Linked DNA regions of Mus musculus: region 1 is linked to region 2. A link is a contact called in public HiChIP or PLAC-seq data. All regions are on one chromosome and are shown on one strand. The core of a region is the stretch at or near the end of the contact, and the rest is flanking DNA. Distances in the headings are between cores, read along the strand shown.

Region 1 (5,106 bases), core at 1,633-4,132, 170 kb before region 2:
CTCATTCTAAGTAGCAGGTTTTATAAACACACACACACACACACACACACACACACACACACACACACACTTTATCTAACAAAGGCCAAAGAATCTTGAATTATTTCCAAACCTTCTCTAGCATCTGTTGGACATTTACAGGGAGTGGCAGGCCATGACAGTAAGTAAATTGGTGAGGAGAGGGGAAAAAATTAAACTTGGAAAATACTTGTTATTTTTAAAAATATGAGGACTAAATAATCCCAAAAGTCAGAGAGTTTTACTTTGAAGGTGAGCCTAGAAGTGGCATTAATATTCCTGTGGGCACTGGCAAAGCAAATGCACAAAGGTGAGAGGGTTTGTTTTGTTTGTTTGTTTGTTTGAATCTGATTGCTTTTGAGATGGTTCTGACTATGAGCCCAGACTGGATTGGACTCATAACCCTCCTGCCTCCACCTCCTGAGTATGGGATTATAGGTGCGAGTCAAATATTTTTTTTAACATCCCCTCTCCTCTTGCAAATCTGGGCACAAAGCAGAGTAGAGGATTCTGTGTCTTGTGTAAGCTTTGACTAAGAGACGGCACTGGGAGGCCTCCTACCTAGAAAACAACTTGGCTTCCTCAGGCAATGTGTTATCAATGGCCTGCAGGAGGACCCAGCCATGTTGAGGGCTCGCAGTAGCTCTAGGAAGAGAGTTCAAATCCTTCTCATTGACCTTGGAGCACTCAAAGAAGGAAGTGCCACAGATACGTGAAGCTAAGAAGAGGTAGGTGACAAGCCATGTGGCACTCATAGAATAGAATAAACGGGTTAATTAAGTTACACAGCAGTGGAGGAATAAGTCCACGCTTTCTTAGACGTTTATTCACAAGTAATACTCGGTCATTTTTTTCAAGAACTGGGGCGTTGGTAGAAAAGCCCGAGGCTACATCACTGCACAGGGATTGCCAGCCTCATGACACCGGCCTCACAAGCTTCCAGACCTGGGATTTCAAGTGTGAGAAGATAAAAGTTCCCTGCCCTGAGTTTGACTTCTGAGGTCCCACGCTGTCTGAAGAGGGGAGCGTCAGACACAACCTACACCTTCTTTTCAAGGCAATGGCGGGCGGTCTCGGACCACAGGCGTCTGCTCCTTTGGCTCCCATAGGAAGAGACACACAGTCCTCGGGTCCCCAACAGTATGGCAGCGACCCCAAGCTGATTTTACAGGTTTCGTGTTTGCCCTGTAGTTTCCAATGTCACTGTAAGCATTGTCCTTGAGTTAAGGGGAGAACAGGGAAGGGGTTACACAATGGAGCAGGCATTCAAAATGTTGCCCTATATCATTGGCTGGAAGTCAGTCACATGACCATCTCTCTCGCCAGCCTAGCAGGAAGGAAGGAAAGAGCAGAGAGCCTAGTGAGTGAGTCGTCATTGCCTCTCTCCCGGATTTCACGGCTGTCTTGGAGACCTGACGATGCTCATCAGTTATTCTTTCTTTCAATAAATGTGTCCCTTGCCTCACTCCGTCTTCCAGCCAATCTCCATACTCGTGGCCTCCATTGCTTGGCCCTTCACACAGCACACAGCTAATGGTCATTCCATTGCGCCAATGCTGTACTTACAGAGCTGGGCCTTGGGTACAGACTTGTAATAGTAATCACTTGCGGGTTGCGAGGACAGGCAGAGAGGTTCCAGGTTCCAGGCCTGCCTGGCAGCAGTGACTTCAAACCTAGTCTGGATAGATATGTAAGCCCTTGCCTCAAATCATTAATAGCTTGTGTGTAGTAGAGCACTTGCCTGGCCTTAAGTGTAACCCCCAATATTGAAAGAAAGAAAACTTTGCTCTGTGGACTTTTACAACCCAATAGGCACAACCTGAAAACCCCAAATCAGCATTTAGACACAGGAAGCTCATGTCCCCTCCCTCCTGGCTTCCACCAACTCCTGCCATTCTAGGGACTCTGTCCAGAAGAGAACATATTCTCACTTGACTTGGTGTCAGCCTGACATGATGGCACATCTTGGGAAGAGAGACACAGAAATAGGGTCTGGTTCTATCTTTGGCACAGCGTGTGAAGATTTCAGGCACTTGAAGCTAGCTGAGCCCATGGCCGAGAACAGACCATAGCTCCCGAGGTCGGGGTGGATGCTCAGGTCTCACGCTGTGTTGAGACTTCTTTGGTCACTAACATGTGTAGAACTGAGTGGCTTGGCTTTTCTCAGGTACTCCTGTCTTGCTTCTCTCTCCCCGTGCACCCTGGGACCTGGAAATATCAATGATCGGAAGTGTGCCTGAGATACTGGGAAGCTGGTCCCTCTACTGATCTGTCAATGCCGCTTGTGTTTACTTATTTTTATTGCCATCTTCATGAAAGCATGAGTGTACTTTGAGCACATCCCACCTTTTGGTCCCCCCAGGCCTAGATAGCTCTGTTTCTCCTTCCATGTCATCTGTTTATATGAATTTATGTATCTATATAACCTTTAGGACCCACAGAGAACATGTCACATTTGTCTTTCTGATACTGAATCAATTTGCTTAGTATGATTATGTCCAGTTGCAGACAGTTCCCTGTTCTTTCTGAGCTCAGAGTCTTTGGAATTTGTCCCGTTTGGGAGGGTGAACAGTTGCAACGCAGAGTCAGGGACAAGTTTCTGCAATGCCGCAGTTGAACACAAGGGTGCGCTCTCAGAGGCTTCCCGGGCACACTAGGCCACCTATGGCTGTGGGTGGAACAGGACTCTCAAATCCACTAACGTGATTTAAGACACATAGTGATTCCCTCTCCTTCCTGGGCCTCGGGTCCTTGAGTTGGAAGATGCAGTGTGCTTGCAAACTTCGACTCGGTGTTAGGTTGGATAATCAGACTCAGCCAGTTTGGAGGAAAGAACCTGGTGCCAAGGTGCAGTTCCACGATGTGCCAGCAGAGGGAAGCAGGCAGTAACCAGCAGGTGCAATCAGCATCCATAGTTCTAGCCATAGAGTGGGCTGGGACATCACACATCTCTGAGACTACTGATATCTAGTGGTCCCGCATTCTTTTGGCAACTGCCCCTTTGTTTTCTGCAATGATATCTGGATTTCATCTCTTGCCTCTTGCAGCTAAGGACCTCAACCCCTCTCAATACTCCCCCAGTGCCTTCTCTGCATTTATTCTCATCCCTGTGTTTTCTGACCCATCAATTCATAATCTGTTCAACCTTGTTTCCTTCACCCTTGCTGTACTCCTCCAGTTTACTCTCCCTTATGGAAGAAATGACCATGCCCCAGTAGCACAAAGTATATGGCTGCCATCATGGCTTCCAGGGAGGGTGAGCTTGTCCTCGGACATCTGCATACAATGTTTCAGTTCTAGACACAGGCAGGGCTTTCTCCACACGCCTCTGCTTACCTGCCCCACCTCCTCCCATCCTCTGGCTCTTCATGTCTTGTTTCCACCAGGGGGCACTCCAGCCTGTTGCCCCTTGATAAGTCTCACTTTAGAGCTCAGCTTTGCGGGCTTCTTCTCTTTAGCGACCTCCCTGTCCAGCCCTCTGCAGTCTGCACTTAACTAATCCTGTTAAAAGGATAGCACCCACTTATAGGACTTAGGCAAAGGGGGCAATGGTGTTAGAGATTCTTCCAGGCATCTTCCAGTGTGGATCAGAAATTGTAGCATCAGAAGTGGGAACTGGACAAAATGACCTAGTTGTCTAGTGTAGGTTGTCCCTGGTGGAGTGACCAAGCCTCCCAAGTCACTCACCAAGAAAAAAAAATGGCTGCTTTGGCTGGTGTGGCAGGTTCCACCTTCCAACACTGTCATGTTGAGAACCAGGCTTCTACCACACAGGCTCTGGGACATACTCAACCCACATCCAAACCTTAACAGGAAGGGCTCTCAGGACCAAGACCCATGGGAAGGTGAGCACACAAACAGGAAATGATGGAAGGAAAGCTTGCGTTGAGCTGTGGGGGAGCTGCCACATTGCCACTGCTCGGAGTTGGGGTTGTTTTCTAGAGATGCGGTGTTTCCTGCCAGAACTGCTGCTAGAAGATACCACAGCTCTGACTGGCTGAAGTAATGTGCTCCATCAGTGTTCAGGGCTACCACCCCATGTGTTTATTGATATGCAACTAGGGGTGCCAAATATATTTGATGATTGCTGACATAAACTCCATTCAGGGAAGGATCCTGCTGCTTATTTCAGAGTCAAAATTAGTTTGTGTTAGCTGGCAAGCTTCTCTTACAGTGTGTGCACACCCACCTGTGTCCTCCATGAGGATGGTGAGCTGGCAGCTGCTGGGGGATGGGATGTCTGTGAGCAATGATCCTCCCCCAACAGAGAGAAGAGGGGTGAGTTCTCAAACACAATGTAACCCTCACTGAACAACCGAAGCAGTTCTTTAGGAGGTGGCTGCCTGTCCTTAGCTTGAAAGCCTGACGTGAAACCTGTCCTGCCCCATTGCAAAAGTCTCTGCTGACATCCTTGGGCCTGAACCATCAGCTCAGAATCCAGTAATTTTTGTAGAGCAACCTTGTCAAGCCTTCATAGAGTAGAAGACAGAAATCAAACTGTTGCTTCAGAAGAGACACATCCCTTGAAGCTTCCCTGTCCCTGACATCACTTGCACAGTTGGCCTGGGTGACATCGCTTGCACAGTTGACCTGTGTGACATCGCTTGCACAGTTGGCCTGGGTGACATCGCTTGCACATTTGGCCTGGGTGACATCACTTGCACAGTTGGCCTGGGTGACATCGCTTGCACAGTTGGCCTGGATGACATCGCTTGCACAGTTGGCCTGGGTGACATCGCTTGCACAGTTGGCCTGGGTGACATCACTTGCACAGTTGGCCTGGGAGACATCTCTTGCACAGTTGGTCTGGGTGACATCACTTGCTGGTTAGCCTGGGAGACATTGCTTGCACAGTTGGCCTGGATGACATCGCTTGCACAGTTGGCCTGGGAGACATCTCTTGCACAGTTGGTCTGGGTGACATCACTTGCTGGTTAGCCTGGGAGACATCGCTTGCACAGTTGGCCTGGATGACATCGCTTGCACAGTTGGCCTGGGTGACAGAATGCTCCTCACTCATTGGCCTGTCCTCAAGGACACTGACGACTCACTGACGAGTGCGCTTCATCATTCACTCTTCTCTTATCT
Region 2 (5,012 bases), core at 2,070-4,569:
GCCAATCCTGATGACCTGACCACCAGCAACTCCCACAAAGTGTCCTTGAACCACTGCACACACGCATGGCATGGGTGCCCCCCTCGATAAATAAATACATAAAGTGTAATTCTAAAAATTAGCAGTATTTTCTGGGCAGTGGTGGCACACACTTTTAATCCCAGCACTGGGAAAGCAGGGTAGACGAGTGTCTGTGAGTTCAAGGCCAGCCTAGATTACAGAGAGTTCCAGAACAGCCAGTGCTACATGGAGAAACCCTGTCTCAAAAACAAACAAAAAATTAGCAGTGTTCCACAAGTAGCTTTGGCCAGAGAAACAGAATGTGGGGGCTGGGATAACAAAAATGAAGACATGGATCCCAATTCTCTTGTCTTCCTGTATTACAGAGAATCGGGTTTATACACTATACAAATTCTTCTGACTGCAAAATGAACAAAGAGCGGCAGAAGAGCCTCAGCGGGGACAGTAGGAAGGTTTAAAAAGAATAGAAAGTAGAGAAAAATATCCCTAGACTTGTGAGAATGGGCTACTGAGTATCCTGATTAAAAGCAACGCTCAGTAGCCGGGGAGACCCCTCCACCGTGAAGAGCACTCGCTGCTCTCACAGAGGGTCTGCATGCCATTTCTGGCAGTCATGTGGCAGCTTACAACTGCCTGTGACGCAGCTTCCTGGGGACCTGAGGCTCTCTCTGGCCTTTACAGTCATAGGACATACAGAGGGTGCACAGGCATACATGCAAGCAGACACTCCTATAAAAGTTACCTGGAAAGCCATCCTGTGACGCACGCGCGTGCACAGTGTGGCGCTGGGGATAGAACCAGGGCCTCATACAAAACAGGCAAGCACTGTACTGCAGAGCTTCTCTCTGTACTTCTCCAGTCCTTAGTCTCTTAGGACAGGCAGGCTCTCTTTATGTAGCTCAGGTTGGCTTGGAACTCTGTGTAGCGCCCAGACTGGACTTGAATCTGTGGTCCTCCTACCTGTGCCTCCAAAGTGCTGGGATTGCAGTACATTCATGCCTGAAGCTTTCTAATACATACCCTAGGAGGCCAGCTGAGATTCTATATCCTCTCATGCGGTGTGCTCTCATCCTAAGGGAAGCCTGGCTTGCTTCTAGGAGCAGCACTTTTCGAGGACCTTATCAGCACATCTGGCTCCTATTCTCTCCACAGCACCCAGCTGCCTCGTGATTATGAAGTGGGTGAATGGCACATGCGCAGTGTGGAGAAGACCCTGCCGCTTTGTGGTTCTATCTACTGAATCCACTCTGCCTCTTGGCAGTCATGCAGATTTTCAGTTCTCAGCCTCGGCCCAACACATAGGCCACTGAAGACCATAAAAAAGAAAGACCTGTTGGTTTGTGCTTTCTGGTCACATAGCACATCTGGAGCATCGGGAGGAGAAAGCAGAGAGGAAGCAAGGGCCCAGGGAAACTGAGCATGCAGTGGGTGTGGAGGGAAGCGAGATGGAAAAGGATTGGTTCCCTTCAGAGTTTAAATTTACCAAACTATGCTAAAAAAGAGTTGCCCAGCTGGAGTCATGTCTGAGCAGTTAAGAATTCCTCCTCTTCCAGAGGACCCACGTCAGGAGGTTCACAACCACCAGTGACTTTGTCTTAGGGTTTTACTGCTGTGAACAGACACCACAACCAAGACAACTCTCATAAGGACACTTAATCGGGGCTGAGTAACAGATTCAGAGGTTCAATCCATTATCATCAAGGTGGGAGCATGGCAGCATCCAGGCAGGCATGGTGCAGGAGGAACTAAGAGTTCTACATCTTCATCCTCAGGCTGCATGCAGAATAATGACTTCTGAGCAGCTAGGATGAGGGTCTTAAAGCCCACACCCACAGTGACACACCTATTCCAACAAGGCTGCACCCCCTAATAGTGCCACTCCCTGGACCAAGCATATTCAAACCATCACAGACTCCAACCCTAGGGGACCCAATGCCTTCTTCTGGCCTCCATGGGCACACACACACACACACACACAAAGAGAGAGAGAGAGAAAGAAGGAGAGAGAGTTAGAGAGAGAGAAGCTTTATGAAGGAGATGCTGTGCACCTGGACACACTGTACTGTACTGCGAGGGGGTGGGCAGGTGGATGCAGGGCTGTGGGTATCCAGCCCTGTATCTTCTTCACAAGTAGTGATGTACTACTCACGTTAAGTAAATGGGAAGCAGAAAAACAGGTTTAACATAGCTGGAGACTTTCACATTATAAAGGCTAGTGAGAGCATCTGGCCTCCCTCAGCTCATTTTTCCTATGTGTTTGCCTCCCTTCAAGTCCCTGAAATACAGCAATGTCAAACTGGGAGATTTTTTTTTTAAGTATTTTCTTAAACACACACACACACACACACACACTGTTTTTTAAAATCTTCTAAAATGCAAATAAATAAATAAATTCATAAATAAGAAGACCTAAAATCCTACCATACTGATATAATTGCCTGTGTGTTGTTTCACGTCTAGGTTTTCTTAGTATGGGTGTGTGCAATTGTTTGTGTCGGTGCACATGTGCATGGGATAGACAGAGGTTGTCTTCATTATTTGTCCTCAACTGCTCTCCACCTTTTGTTTTTTGAAAAAGGGTTTTGGGGTGAACTTGAATCAGCTCCTGGACTGGACTAGACTGACTGGCGAGGGATGTGTCTTGTCATCCTGCGATGTGACCCATAAACGCTTTCAACATTCCTCTTTTAGTTCTGTGCGCTGTTTGAAAAGGAGGAAGCGTTTTGTTTTGGTTTGGTTTTGGTTTTAGCATTATTAATTTTGGCCTACTCCAATCACAATCATAACCCAACATTCTTCCCGCCTTGTTTTGTATTTCCAAAGATAATATGGTTAACTATGTTACATTTCATAAAAACCGTCCACTTTCCAAAACCCTTGGAGGCCAGTAGGATATGCATCCTACTTTTTCAAAGACACTGGAGGTCGGTTGTGCACGGTGGTGCAGCCTGTGTCATCCAGCATTCAATAAGGACAGGAGGATGAGAAGTTCAAGGTCATGCATGGCTACAGAGCGAGTTTGAGGCCAGTCTGGACTGTATGATACCCTACCTTTAAAAACAAAAACAAACAGACCCCCCAAATCCTTAAATAAAATACACTCCGGAAGAGTGGAGGCTTCGTAGGCACTTTGCATTCTCATGTCCAGCTGGTGTGTGCAGTTCTGTGGGTCTTCCCGGACCCCTCAGCACGCTCAGCTCAGACCTTTAGAGGCTCTCTCGGCCCCCGTAGACGCGCGCGACCGTGCTGGTTTCCCTGGTGACGGTTGCCAAGGCAGCACATGCCGGCGTCGGGAAGGGCGGAGGAAGTGCCCGCGGCCCTTAAGACAGACCCCGAAGCGCAGCCGCGGTAAGTGGAGGAAGGCTGAGTAGAGCGGGAGTCAAGCGAGGATCGAACCGGAGCGGATCAGGAAAAAGAACCGGGGGCTGAGCGGGGAAACTGAACCGGGAGCCGAGCGGAGCGGGAAACCGAACTAGGAACCAAGAGTGGAGCCGAGAGCGGGGAACCGAACCGGGAGCCGAGCGAGGACCGAGCCAGGGACAGAGCGGGAAACCAAACAAGGGGCCAAGTGGGGACCGGAACCGTGGCGAGAGTGAGGAACCGAATCGGAAGCCTAGAGTGGAGCCGGGAGAGGGGGATCGAACTGGGGGCCGAGCAGCGAGAAGCCAAGACTGGGAAACCAAACCATAGACCCTGCGAATGGCCTCTCCTTGGGGCCGGGCTGTTCCCACCCCTCCCTGGGCAGACTCGTGTTTTCCGCGCGAGGAGGGTTCGTGAGGCAGAGGAACGACCCAGCGACCTGCGTGGGCATGACTAGAAAGCAGGTCTTCTGCAGCTGCCACTCAGCACGTGGCTGCTGCCCTGACTTGACCCTCATTCTGGCTTGTAAAAACATACAGGATGGGGAGGTGGGATGGGCTGCGTGGGTGAGCTAGAAAGTGGCAGGCTGGTGAGAAGTGATGGGTGCTCAAGGCCCCATCCACCGTCCTGCGCACAGCTTTTCTCTTCCTTGGTCTTTTGAGTAGGGTTTCACTCTGTAGCCTGGGATGGCCTTAAAACTCACTAGAAGACCCATGCTGGTCCCAAATTGGTAATCATACTCACATTTGAAGCAGGACGGGACTGCATACCAACATCTTGTCTTAAAGAGAAAACAAAAGTTGTAAGCAATTAGGGTTATCTGTGGTTTTAAGGTAGTTTGTTGGTTACAAAGTATAGTTGTCTAAAAAAAAGGCCAAATTCTTTCATGTTTTTTTTATAAATATTCATTAAGCACCTACTGTGTCCTGTTGTAGCATGGCCATGAACAAAGTGGATGAAAATAATGATCCTGGTAGGCGTGTTGGTACATAGCCAGCATTTGAGAGACCAACACAGGAGCATTGCCAAGAGTTTGAGGCAAGCCTGGTCTACACAGCAAGTGCCAGGTCATCCGGCCAGCCCTTGCAGGACCCTGTCTCAAACAGCTAAAAATAAAGTTAAAGTGTGTGTCCTCTGGTAGTGTACGTACTAGTGGGAGGAAGCACAGTTGGTATGTAACGTGTGCTACAGGTCAGGAGCAAAGGTGAATGACCTGGGCAGGGAGATGGTGTTCTGTGAGTACAAGCAAGGGTTGGGACAGTTCATACTCACTAGCAAGTTGACTGGATTTAGAGCCATCTAGGAAACACTCCTCTGTGTGTGTGCACGAGTGCATGAGGGTGTCTCCAGAGAGGTTTAGCTGAGAAAAGAAGACCCGCCATCCCACGGAGCCCCAGACTGAAAGCAGGAGTGGAGCCTTCATCTGTCCGTGCTTCCCCACAGTGGACCCCCTGCAGCCGTCCACTTGTGGGTGCTGTCCTTCCCCAACATGGTGAGCTGTATCCTCCAAGACTGTGAGCCAACTAAGTCACCTTGAGTTGCTTTGGTCACACGTTTGCCCACAGCAATGGGAAAGGTAACTCATATACAGTGGGGACAGGGGCAGCGCTTGTCAGGAGCTCAGGGGAGTC

Evidence for each region. HiChIP or PLAC-seq counts read pairs in DNA pulled down with a chosen protein or histone mark.
Region 1: a contact with region 2 is called in a CTCF HiChIP or PLAC-seq map of pro-B cells, with 6 times the contacts expected there. The contact joins the enhancer-like site here to the promoter of Ccdc13 in region 2. A contact is called at or near these places in 5 of 39 promoter capture datasets (the 3T3-L1 cell line, the HPC-7 cell line, HPC-7-derived erythroid cells and 3 more), 3 of 15 datasets of contacts at CTCF or cohesin (the G1E-ER4 cell line, large pre-B cells and pro-B cells), 13 of 484 Hi-C or Micro-C datasets (the 3T3-L1 cell line, the 63-12 cell line, B cells and 7 more), 1 of 115 datasets of contacts at active chromatin or transcription factors (stem cell-derived neural progenitor cells) and 1 of 9 other capture datasets (liver).

Annotation. Positions count from the first base shown.
Region 1 is chr9:122,012,122-122,017,227 of GRCm38.p6, reverse strand. Gm39463 (a long non-coding RNA gene) reads right to left here. Exons shown (of 2, transcript XR_871388.3): 2 at 795-5,106. Among named protein-coding and RNA genes, the nearest start is that of Pomgnt2, 19 kb to the right of the region's middle. Within about 2 kb of position 2,882, at least 11 of the 459 cell types and tissues checked have an H3K27ac peak or open chromatin away from gene starts, as enhancers often do. A contact at or near this core is called in the 63-12 cell line and pro-B cells, where this site is marked.
Region 2 is chr9:121,837,768-121,842,779 of GRCm38.p6, reverse strand. It overlaps Ccdc13 (coiled-coil domain containing 13), which reads left to right and starts at 3,319. Exons shown (of 16, transcript NM_028384.1): 1 at 3,319-3,369.